Regions from separate parts of the Sus scrofa genome. Here all the other regions are linked to region 2. Evidence: chromatin contacts called from public Hi-C data. All regions are on one chromosome and are shown on one strand. Each heading gives the region's core, a stretch centred on a gene start, on an enhancer-like site or on the middle of the called end of the contact. The rest is flanking DNA. Distances are from core to core; before and after follow the strand shown. Region 1 overlaps UST (uronyl 2-sulfotransferase). Region 2 overlaps ZC3H12D (probable ribonuclease ZC3H12D). Region 3 overlaps UST (uronyl 2-sulfotransferase).

The links. A called contact is a pair of places that touch in the nucleus more often than the background predicts.
Region 1: a Hi-C map of liver shows a contact between it and region 2, with 3 times the contacts expected there. The contact joins two enhancer-like sites. A contact is called at or near these places in 1 of 47 Hi-C or Micro-C datasets (liver) and 1 of 2 datasets of contacts at active chromatin or transcription factors (alveolar macrophages).
Region 3: a Hi-C map of skeletal muscle shows a contact between it and region 2, with 4 times the contacts expected there. The contact joins two enhancer-like sites. A contact is called at or near these places in 20 of 47 Hi-C or Micro-C datasets (adipose tissue, alveolar macrophages, blood and 11 more) and 2 of 2 datasets of contacts at active chromatin or transcription factors (alveolar macrophages and skeletal muscle).

What each region holds. Positions count from the first base shown.
Region 1 is chr1:16,851,923-16,855,698 of Sscrofa11.1, reverse strand. The region is part of intron 7 of UST (uronyl 2-sulfotransferase); the gene reads left to right. Among named protein-coding and RNA genes, the nearest start is that of TAB2, 240 kb to the right of the region's middle. Within about 2 kb of position 1,323, at least 25 of the 83 cell types and tissues checked have an H3K27ac peak or open chromatin away from gene starts, as enhancers often do. A contact at or near this core is called in liver, where this site is marked.
Region 2 is chr1:16,492,660-16,496,084 of Sscrofa11.1, reverse strand. ZC3H12D (probable ribonuclease ZC3H12D) reads right to left here. Exons shown (of 6, transcript XM_003121158.4): 4 at 3,322-3,425; 5 at 1-55. Among named protein-coding and RNA genes, the nearest start is that of ZC3H12D, 31 kb to the right of the region's middle. Within about 2 kb of position 1,489, at least 32 of the 83 cell types and tissues checked have an H3K27ac peak or open chromatin away from gene starts, as enhancers often do. A contact at or near this core is called in liver and skeletal muscle, where this site is marked.
Region 3 is chr1:16,874,418-16,877,790 of Sscrofa11.1, reverse strand. All of the region lies in intron 7 of UST (uronyl 2-sulfotransferase), which reads left to right. Among named protein-coding and RNA genes, the nearest start is that of UST, 260 kb to the left of the region's middle. Within about 2 kb of position 1,355, at least 5 of the 83 cell types and tissues checked have an H3K27ac peak or open chromatin away from gene starts, as enhancers often do. A contact at or near this core is called in skeletal muscle, where this site is marked.

The DNA.
Region 1 (3,776 bases), core at 74-2,573, 360 kb before region 2:
AAAATAACTAATTAGCGCCACCACCCGCCCCCAGCAACCAGGGCAGATTCTGAGGGTAGGTGCTGTGGGGTTAACTCACCGAGGCAGAGAACCTGGAAGCCTCTCCGGTGGGCCACCCTCACCTCAGGGTTCAGTGGGGTTTTGACCTGCCTGTACAGCACCTCTGGAAATGCCCACCTTTCCAAAGGGGGCCAGTGCCCTCGGCTTGATGGGCCGTGGTCACCCATCCCACCCAGCCAATTACTTTGTCTTCCTTGTTCCTTTTGTTTTGCTCCAGCTTCCAAAATTCAGAGCAATTTGGAAGCATTAGAAAAAGAAAAATCTTTATTCTCTTCCATCAAAGGAGCCTAGCACTTTCAGGCATTCAAAAAAAAAAAAAAAAAAAAAAGCCTTTCACTTGGCTACAGAGAGTAACGGTTCTCTTGAAATTCCAAGCGAGCTCGATGTGTTTTTTAATTATTGATATTTCCAGATCTGAAAAGATTGCAAAAAAAAAAAAAAAAAGAGAGAGAGAAAGCCCCTCTGTTTACTTTACCCACCCCAAGCTCGGAGTCAGCCATGAAGTGCTTTTTGTTCTTTTCTCCCCTAATTGCCTTCCCTCCAAGAAGCTGGTCTTAACATGCCATCGATCATCCCAGTGGCAAACCAAACGCGCCCCTTTCAGTCCCGCCCGCGCGCCATGGTGACACACATTCGTTTCCGGCGCAGGCAGCTGCAGGGGAGCCGCCTGTGTTTGAACTGCGAGGCCTCCCTGCATAATTCAGGAAATGAGTTTACTCTATCTGTGACAAGCATCGTGTTCACACGGTTTGGGGAGCCGCCAGCACGGTGTGAGGTTCCGCAGCCGGGGCCCAGGGGTGAGTCCCGACCGTGCTTCCTCACACCCACCAACGCCCCGGCCCCAGGCCACCTGACCGTGACTTTTATCACACCTGTCACCTGGGAAAGTAGGTGCTGGACGTGTCTGGATGTATTCTGAGATTTGTAAACCTATGGTTTTAACACAGAGTTCTTCCTAAGACAGCAGGGCCTGGTAGTGGATCACCGCTCAGCTTCCATGAAGCTGAAGAATGGTTGCCTATCTTCTGATGATGCTTACTTTTTTTCCAGTGGTAAAATCTGGCCCCCCTCTGGTTGTTACTCAGTTTGTATTCATTGCTTGCGCGTAATCGCCGCTGGACCAGCTTCCAACAAGCTGGGATTGTTGGGGAGGGGGCTTTGGTAGGTGTGGAGTGTGCCTTTACTTAGATGGTGGGAAGCAGGGCCAGCAGCAGCCCAGCATCAGAATCGATGCAAGCCTGTGGTGAGGTTTTGTTATTTTGCATATGGTTAACCATCTCAGAGGTCGTGAAGCCAGGCCTCTGTCCTCCGGTGCAGCAGCTGGGTTTACACAGTATTTCCAGATTGTTTATTTTGGCCCGGAGCCAGGGCTACATCGTTTTTCCATTATGCATGTTTGACAGATGAAGAGGGGTGAGAAGGGGGCCTTCACGGGGCAAGTCTGTGATTTCCTTTTCATTTACGTTAGAGGGACTTTTAAGAGTTCTGAAGATTATGAGCCAGTCTGAATATAATGTCAGTGCAGCAGAGGTAGAAAGACCACTGCTTTTGCAAAAATGTCCAGATCTTGGGCAGTAAAGCAAAATCCATTTATGAGCTCAGCTTGAGGCAGGTTGGGAGTGTTCTTTGTCGCTGCTCAAGCTTGCACACAGACAGGTTGCTGGTACATGATATTTGGCATCACGTTTGAAAGTTAAACACCCAGTGTTTGCTTGGCAGTGCCTCGGGAGAGGCAATGAGTTGGGGAGCCCCCACCTGCTGGCCTTCCCTCCCCGCAGGCATTCTGTGCGGATAGATGCACTTGAGGCCGAATGGAGGCGATTCCAAGGTCACCATAGAACTTCTGCTTTGTGGTCCTTTCCCTGAGATGCCAGCCTTCTGCGGACACTCCCGATGGCCTGGCCTGAAGTTCTTCCTGCAGGGAGCATGCAAAACTGACCAGAGTGCCACAGTTTAAATTATATCCACACCAAAGCCCTTTGCACTGGGGTCAAGTGCATGAGATCTGAGTGAATGTTTTACTTCTAAACGAAACATTCTCTTTTGCCAGTGGAAAAAATAGCCATCAAAAGGTACCCAGAATGATGACAAATTAAGCAATTGAACAACATTAATATGGCAAAATTAGGTCACACAGATGTCTTATTGCCCCAGTAGTGTTTGGATTTCTTGAGTGAATGGCTGTGAATAACACATGTGATATAAATTCATTAGCTTCAAAGTCCTAGTGTATATTTTGTGTTTCTACATCGGTATTTATGTTTGTGACAAAGGTCTCTCATGGTGTTTCTTACTCTTTGCTAAGTCTCTGAAAGTGATCTGTCACGTCTAGCAGTGTTCTCCAGCAAAGTGGCTCAGAACAGTGAATTCCACTCCCTCTCCAGCATGATCTGTGCCTCTAACCTCCTTTATCAGCCTAAAGAAATTCAATTTCTAGAAATGGACAGTTTGCTCAAGCAGGCCCTTCCACTAAGGAAGGAATTTAGCAAAAACAACATATGTACAGTCAACACCAAACGCTGCCCTTCGGGTTAATCCAGTCTTACAGATGGATTTAACATACAGGTTTCAAATCAACAAACCTTTATTGAGGGCCGTTATGTGCCAGGCGTGGAGCAGGGCGCTGGGGAGCTAAAAATGAAAAAGACACAGTCTCTTTCAGTCTGAAAACATTTTTGCTGGCTTGCAAGTTTTTCACCAGATCCTCCCAGACTTACCAAAGCATTCCCTTTGACTTAGAACACTCAAGCCCTTCTTTTCAACGGGTCCCTTTAATGCCAGAGTACACATTGGGCAAGGAGAAGTGGGTGGTTATAGATTTCCACTCAATTTGGAAATTAACAGCCAGTGATGAAGCAAAAAGGTGCTAGACTGGGAATCAGACAGCTCGCTCTCTAGTCTCAGCATAGTCACTTATTGGTTTATACAGCCTTGACCGGGTCCTGTGACCTCTCAGGCCCTTGGTGTCTGTAGGTGAAATGGGTTGTTGTGAGGACCGCATGAGGTAGTGAGGGGCCGGGTGAAAATCCACGGAGCTCTAGGCAAACAAAGGGGATTCTATTCTGATGGGCTGGGGAGAGGGTGTGTGTGTGTGTTTGCAGGGGTGGCAGGGGCGGTTTGACCTGTTTACACCACTATCTGTAAAGCCTTAATAATGCAGAAATTGGGACGTTTCTGTTGTGGCTCAGCAGGTTACGAACCTGACTAGTATCCGTGAAGATGCGGGTTCTATCCCTGGCCCCGCTCAGTGGGTTAAGGACCCAGCGTTTTGAAAGCTGTGGTGTAGGTCACAGATGTGGCTTGGGTCCCATGTTGCTATGGCTGTGGTGTAGGCCAAGCAGCTGCAGCTCCTATTCAACCCCCCTAGCCTGGGAACTTTCATATGCTTCAGGTGCGGCCCTAAAAAGCAAAAAAAAAAAAAAAAAAAAAAAAAAAAAAAAAGGTTGGTTTTTGTTTATTTGTTGCCCTTCTGATCATCTCACAGCTCAAAACCAGTGCCAACTTTGAGTAAATTTTCTGTAGTTATCATGATCTAATGGGATTCTTTGGCCAATCCCTTGAAGTTAAAAAAAAAAAAAAAAGAATCAAAAGCCTCCTGAAACCTTACAGCTTCCCTTTGCCAAAATGTATTTATGAATTAAGGACAGGGACAAGGCCAGCACTATCATTCCAAAAAGGCAACTGAGCCACGAAGCCAAACACTGGAATTTATAGAC
Region 2 (3,425 bases), core at 240-2,739:
GAAGTTGTTCAGGGTGGGGCCCCGACGGCCCAGAGGGTCATCAGGAGGCATGAACCTGGAGAACAAGCACAGGGGGGTGAATGCAAGACCCTCAGGAACGCACCACTGGCACGGAGCTGGGAGTAGGCAGGGCTGGGGAGGCATGGCCTTGGTCTGATCTCTCCGTCCAGAGCTCTTTCTCCCACCCGGGGGTTGTCACAGCGTGTTACAACAACACAACCCTTCCTCCACACAGAACCAGTACAGAGCACAGCATGGACAGACCCCAGGACAGCAGCCCCTGGGCCTCCTCCAAGTGTTCCTCCCGCTGAGGTTCAAGCGCCAGAATCACTTAGGAATGCCTTGCAAAATGCAGAACCTCAAGTTGGTCAGGAATCTGCATTTTAATAACTTCCAAGGTGATTTTTATCCACTAAAGCAGAAGCATCATTGCATTAGGGCTCCCCTGGGTCCTAGTCTGAAAGCCCCTCTAAGCTGCCTTCCAATGTCCTCAACAGAAAGCTAGAGACCCCTGGGGGCCACCAACAGCCTCTCTCGTCCCCTGAACGCCATTTCTCCTGCATTGCCCCACAGCTCTGGGCCTATCAGGTGGGGAATAAAAATTAACAGAGTTTGAAATACTGGTTGACGGGTCAGGGAGGAAGTGGGTCCCAGGTGCAGGCTGCACACAGGTGCGACCACACAGGCAGCCTCAGTGCAAGATCTGCCCCCTCTGCCAAACCGGGGAGGGGGATGGGATGGGGGCAGGGCCCTGGGTTTGGTCTCAGCATCCCCGGGCTGCCGGACCCCTGCCACGTCAGTCCCTGTCGCACCCAGCCTGGGCCAGCCCCTTTCCTTCTGCATTAAGTCTAAGGAGGAAGGGAATGTCCCGGGGCTCAAAGGGGAAAACAACATTCCTCAGAAGGAAAACCCTCGCGTTTAGCACAATCCACTTTTTTATATGAATACTTTTGTTCCCAGGAGGCACTTCCCTGTCACGCAAAGGTCCCACTAGAGGGGTTGTGGATTCTATTTGGGGGCCTGTTTTTATGGGCTGGTTTCCCCCTAAGAGTCGAGGGTCATGCTGGGGTCGCCCTTGCAGACCGCATCCACCAGGCCAGCCCCAAGCTGGGCCATCCCGGGTCCAGGGTAGCTTTCCGTGGCTCAGATCCCAGCTACACAGCCGGCTTCTCAGAGTTGGGCCCAGACCAAGAATCTGGGGAGCCACCCAGCGCAGTTATTAAAAGTTCCCAAAGGCTTCACCTCCTGCTCTTTCTCGGGCCTCACAGCTGGGAGCTGGGCCAAGAGGGCCCTATGGACGTGCCCAGGGCTTGCGGCGGGTGTCCTCGCCCTCAGGCAGGCGGCAGGCTCTGCCCTCTGGCAGCCGGGGACCTTCGAGCAGGCCCTGAGCAGAGGCCAAGTTGTCAAAAGCACTTGGCCTGGGCCCCAAGCTGTCGCCAGGCCAGAGGCAGCCATGATCCCACAGACCTCAGTAAGGATTTTCTGGATCCCATGCTGTCCAGATTTGCCAGATTCCTCCAGGCCTGAGCCAGAGAGAGGGAGTGCCAGCCCTGTGAGTGTGGAAGGGACTTGGGGGCTGCTGCAGGGTAGTCGCTGTAACCATCTGCCCTGGGGCTTAGGAGGGGACCTCTGCCTCTGTGGCCGTAGGCAGTGGGGGCAGCAGGACCTCCTGGAGGGACAGGTCCTGGCCTGGCCTGAGGGTAACTGCTACCACTATGGGCTAAACTGCTCTCTGGTCCTCGGGATCATCTCAGAGGTTAAGGGTGACTGAGCCAAGTGTTACAGGCTTCAAGTCCCCTCCCCAGAGCCCCAGAGCCTCTGGCCATGTCTCTGTAATGGCCATTCTGCCCAATGTGACCCGCCTGGGCTGCTCACTCCCTGCTAGAGAAGAAATGGCACCTGTTCCTCACCTGGCCACCATCTAACCTGTTCCCCATGCAAATAAGGTGTCCTGCCCAAGACCAATCAGAAGATCAAATTGGGTCTCCACTCAGGTCCCACTGTGGGGTATAAAGACTGTGCAGAGTAAGTCAGGCCCTGTTTTGTTTTCTTGTTTTTTGTGGGGTTTTTTTTGCTTTTGCTTTTTTCAGGGCTTCACCAGAGGCACATGGAAGTTCCCAGGCTAGGGGTCCAATTAGGGCTGCAGCTGCCGCAGCCACAGCAACGCCAGATCCGAACCACGTCTGCAACCTACACCACAGTTCATGGCAACGCTGGATCCTTACCCCACTGAGCAAGGCCAGGGATCAAACCCACAACCTCATGGTTCCTAGTCAGACTGGTTTCCACTGCACCAGGACAGGAATTCCCAGGCCCTCTTTTCTTAACCTGTGCGCACGTGAGTCCTCTCTCCCTCTCTGAAAATGTACTTTCACTTTAATAAATTTGTAAAACATCCACCGTTCCAATGCTTGGTTACGGTGAGACAGGGATGGAGGAAACTGTGCCGGTAACACCAAGGATGGTTGATTCAAGGTGACAAAAGTCCAGCCCAGAGAGGGGGGGCGTTTTTCCCCCACAGTCAGCCAGTAAATGGCAGAACCTCAGTTTGAAACATCTCCCGCGCTTTCAAAGCCCCAGCTCTTTCCACCACACACACTTGCCCCCCCCAGGGCTCCAGGGTCAGGAGGTGCAGGGGGCCTGATACAGAGGCCATGTGGCCTCTCTCTGCCCATCTTCCCTTCCCCAGAGCTGCCGCCTTTGACACTCACTCATCTACATCTTGTCACTGGCTGCCCATGATGCCCAGGCTGGCTGTGGCTGTGGCAGATAAAAGACACATGGTCCCTGCCCTCACAGAGTTGGGGACCTTGTCCCAAACCGCATTCCTAAAACCCAGTGAGAAAGCCCAGAACTGGAACAGAAATTGGAATGGGAGTGATGTCCAGCTCACCGTGCCCTCCCACCTTGTGCCATGCTGTGACCCACACTCACCTTGCCAGGCTCCTGGCCATTGCCCTCAGCGTGCCTGAGGATGTGTGCACTAGACCAGTGATCTCGCCCTCCTCACCTCAGCACTGCCTAGGGGCCCTCCCCCAGCCCTTGCTAAGGGGTCTGTGCCTTGTGACCCTGACATTGCCCTCCCCCCACTGCAGCTGGTGGCTCCAGGGTGGATCTGACCCGAGGAAACCCATCAGATTCTCTTGAAAATGTCAACCAAGCAGTATTAAGACAGGGTCGGCTGCAAGATCTTTACAACCTGTGACTAAGCCCCGCTGGGACCGGACTAGGTGGCCTGGCTTCTGTGCCACCCCCTTTCCCTGACCCCCGGCCCCCTCCCCTCAGTGCTAGCTTCCAGGACCCGGCGTGGGCGCCACCTACCGGTCGTTGACGAAGGAGAACATGAGCAGCCTCTGCTCGATGAACCACTTCCACTCGGGGTTCTCGCTTTGCAGGTCGCGGTAGTTGTCATTGGAGACGATGAC
Region 3 (3,373 bases), core at 106-2,605, 380 kb before region 2:
CCTCTGCCACACCCAGGGCACTCCTCCAACTGCTTTCCATCTTCCAGATATTAGTGGAGGTCTTTCTTCCATTGACATCCTTCTCCAGTTCTTCATCCTTGTGATCTTGCAATCTTTTGATAAACTCATTATCCTGTGCTGTCATTTTAGTGAGGTTTTCGAAGCGGAGGTATTGAAATTATGTCATCAGCCCCCTGCATTTGGCTGAGAATGTCCTAACTACCTGACCTTTGAGGCTCTACACTAGTTTTGTTTTTATAGCTCCTATCTGGGTCTCTTATACATGTTTCTTTTCTTTTCTTTTCTTTTCTTTCTTTTTTTTTTTTTAAGGCCGCACCCACAGCATATGGCAACTCCCAGGCTAGGGTTCAAATCGGAGCTACAGCCAGATCTGAGCTGCATCTTTGACCTACACCACAGCTCACGACAATGCCAGATGCTTAACCTTCTGAGCGGGGCCAGGGATCGAACTCCCATCCTCATAGACACTAGTCAGATTTGTTTCCACTGCGCCACAGTGGGAACTCCCTGTTGTACATGTTTCTTTCGAGGGACGTCTGCAGAGCTGTGATGTGACTCGGGCTCCCATAGCACTGCCCTCTGCATCAGTATCTTGGGATTGCAGTACTGATGAAATTTTGAAAGCAAAACAAACAAAAACAAGGTCCCCTAATGGTAATTTATTAGTTAAACCCCTTAGGGTTTTTTCTGACTCATATTTGCTATGATGGGGCTCCAAATTACTACATTTTTAAAAATTACCTGGAACACAGATCAGGGCCATATTGGAGATTTATTTGATGGGAGAGAATATAAATTACAAGAACCGGTAAAAAGGCACTCCCATGGGAGTCCTGTTATGGCTCAGTGGTAATGAACCCAACTAGTATCCATGAGGACACAGGTTCAATCCCTGACCCCACTCAGTGGGTTAAATATCCAGTGTTGCCGTGAGCTGTGGGTCGCAGATGTGGCTCAGATCCCGCCTTGCGGTGGCTGTGGCGAAGGCCAGCGGCTACAGCTCCGATTAGACCCCTAACCGGGGAACCTCCATATGCCATGGGTGCGGCCCTAAAAAGACAAAAAAGAGGAGACCGTCTCATGGTCAGAGGAATCCCTGACCATCCAAAGATGCCATTCCAACCTGACTTGGCAGAAACATGCGCCTCCATTTCCTGTGCTGTCCGTGTCGTGTCCGTAATCTGATTCGAGGACACTGACAAAGGTTATCTCAAGCCTGGAGAGTCGAGGGCTGCGATCCGTGAACTCCGTCCACCCAGGACCAGGGGAAAAAGCAGCCCCTGAGAGGCTTTCTCGGCAGCAGCTGCTTTAGTAGCAGTAGCAGCGGCTCATATAACAAATGTTTCATGACGAAGGCAAACAAAAGCCAGCTCTGAAATTCCAGCCACGCCATGTCCAAGCCAGTTCAAAATCGTATAACCACTCCGTTCGAGTTTTTTCCCGTCTCTAAATGCATTCCATATGAGCCGTGGTGTGGGGACTGCTGGGATCGCCTGCATTCACTCAGAGGGCTGTTTGTAAAGCCCAGACTGAAAGGAAAGTAAGTCAGTGGGAAAACAAACTCAAGGAGAACACGGAGACTCAGGTGTGGGAGGTGTGTTTGCCTTCCCCAGCCAGGCATGCCCCCTGGAATGGGGCTGGAGGCTGGAATTCTTTACCCTAACTCCCCCCTCCCCACCCCTTGGAGGCCTGGAAGCAGGACTGTGCTCCGGTGGGGCCCCTGGGTCTGCATTGGCCTTGGCCGTGGCTGAACACCACTTCTCAAAGTGTGGTCCGAGGACCGAGGCCAGCCCGGAAGCTGCTCACTACTAGCCCATGATGAGATGAGGTGGCAGTTGAAACTTTGATGGTAATTTGGCATGGCCCTGATTATTTGTTAATCACTCCTTTTTATTGTAGCTTACAAAAGTATCCATCTGAGAGGGGGGACGGGGGCAAAAATCAGAGCTCTTTCGAGCAGGGGTGTTGTAGACTCTCCCGCTGGCTTGGGCTGCCCAGGTTGGCAAGTTGCAAGGCCATACAGTCAGCAAGACCAGCCCTAAGGCATTTGGGGTTTATGAGGCTCCATGATTCTTCCACGTGGTTTTGCCTTCTTGGCTTCAAAACTCAAGCTGCTGTTCCACAGCTGTCACCAAACATCCAAACTCAAGAAGTGACACTTTGAAAGGCCGCCTTCCTAAACCTGGTGCCTTGAGCTAAAACCTTTAAAAGTGGAAAGAATAAGACTTTTACACTTAGCAAAGTACCTTCAATTTATGTTGTCTCACTTCTTCCGCACAACCTGGTTAAGTTGTGTTGTAGGTTGGATTGTGTCCCCTCAAAAGGTGTTGAAGTCCTAACCCCATGTATCTGGAAACGTGACCTTATTTGGAAATAGGGTCTTTGCAAATATAATCATGTTACGATGAGGTCCTTTGGGGTTAGGATGGACCTAAATCCAAGGACTGGTGTCCTTATAAGGAGAGAAAGATTCAGAGACACAGGGAAGAAGAAGGCCACATGAAGGTAGAGGCAGAGATTGGAATTATGTTGCCACAAGGCAAGGATGCTAAACTCATCAGCAAGGATAGTCAGAAAGTAGAAAGAAACAGGGGAAAAATGGGGGGGGGGGTTCCATTGTGCTGCAGCAGAAACGAATCTGACTGGTATCCACGAGGATGCAGGTTTAATCCTGCCTCGCTCAGTGGGTCTGGGATCCGGCATTGCCATGAGCTGTGGTGTAGGTAGCAGATGAGGCTCAGATCCCGCGTTGCTGTGGCTGTAGTGTAGGCCAGCAGCTGCAGCTTCAATTCAGCTCCTAGCCTGGGAACCTCAATATGCCATCGATGTGGCCCTAAAAAGTAAAAAAAAAAAAAAAAAAAAAAAAGAGAGAGAGAGAGAAAGAAATAGGAAAGATTCTTGAGGTTTCAGAGGGAGCATGGCCCTGCTGACACCTTGACTTTGGACTTCTGACCTGTCCAAAGGATACATTTCTAGTTTTGCTTTGGGGGACACTGCACCCATGGCATACAGAAGTTCTTGGGCCAGGGATCAAATCCAAGCTACAGCTGAGACCTACACCACAGCTGCAGTAACGCTGGATCCTTCATAGCACCACAGCAGGCACTCTCATTTCTGTTGTTTTAAGCCACTCATTTATGGTAATTTTATGGCAGTCCTAGGAAACTAATACAAGTAGTAAAGCTCATCTCATTTCCTTACATTTCAACCAACAGTGAAGGAGGGTACCCTTTTCTCCATGCCCTCCTCTCCAGCATTTGTTATGTGTAGACTTTTAATGATGGCCATTCTGACTGGTGTGAGGTGGTACCTCACTGTCGTTTGGATTTGCAATTCTCTAATAATCAGTGAT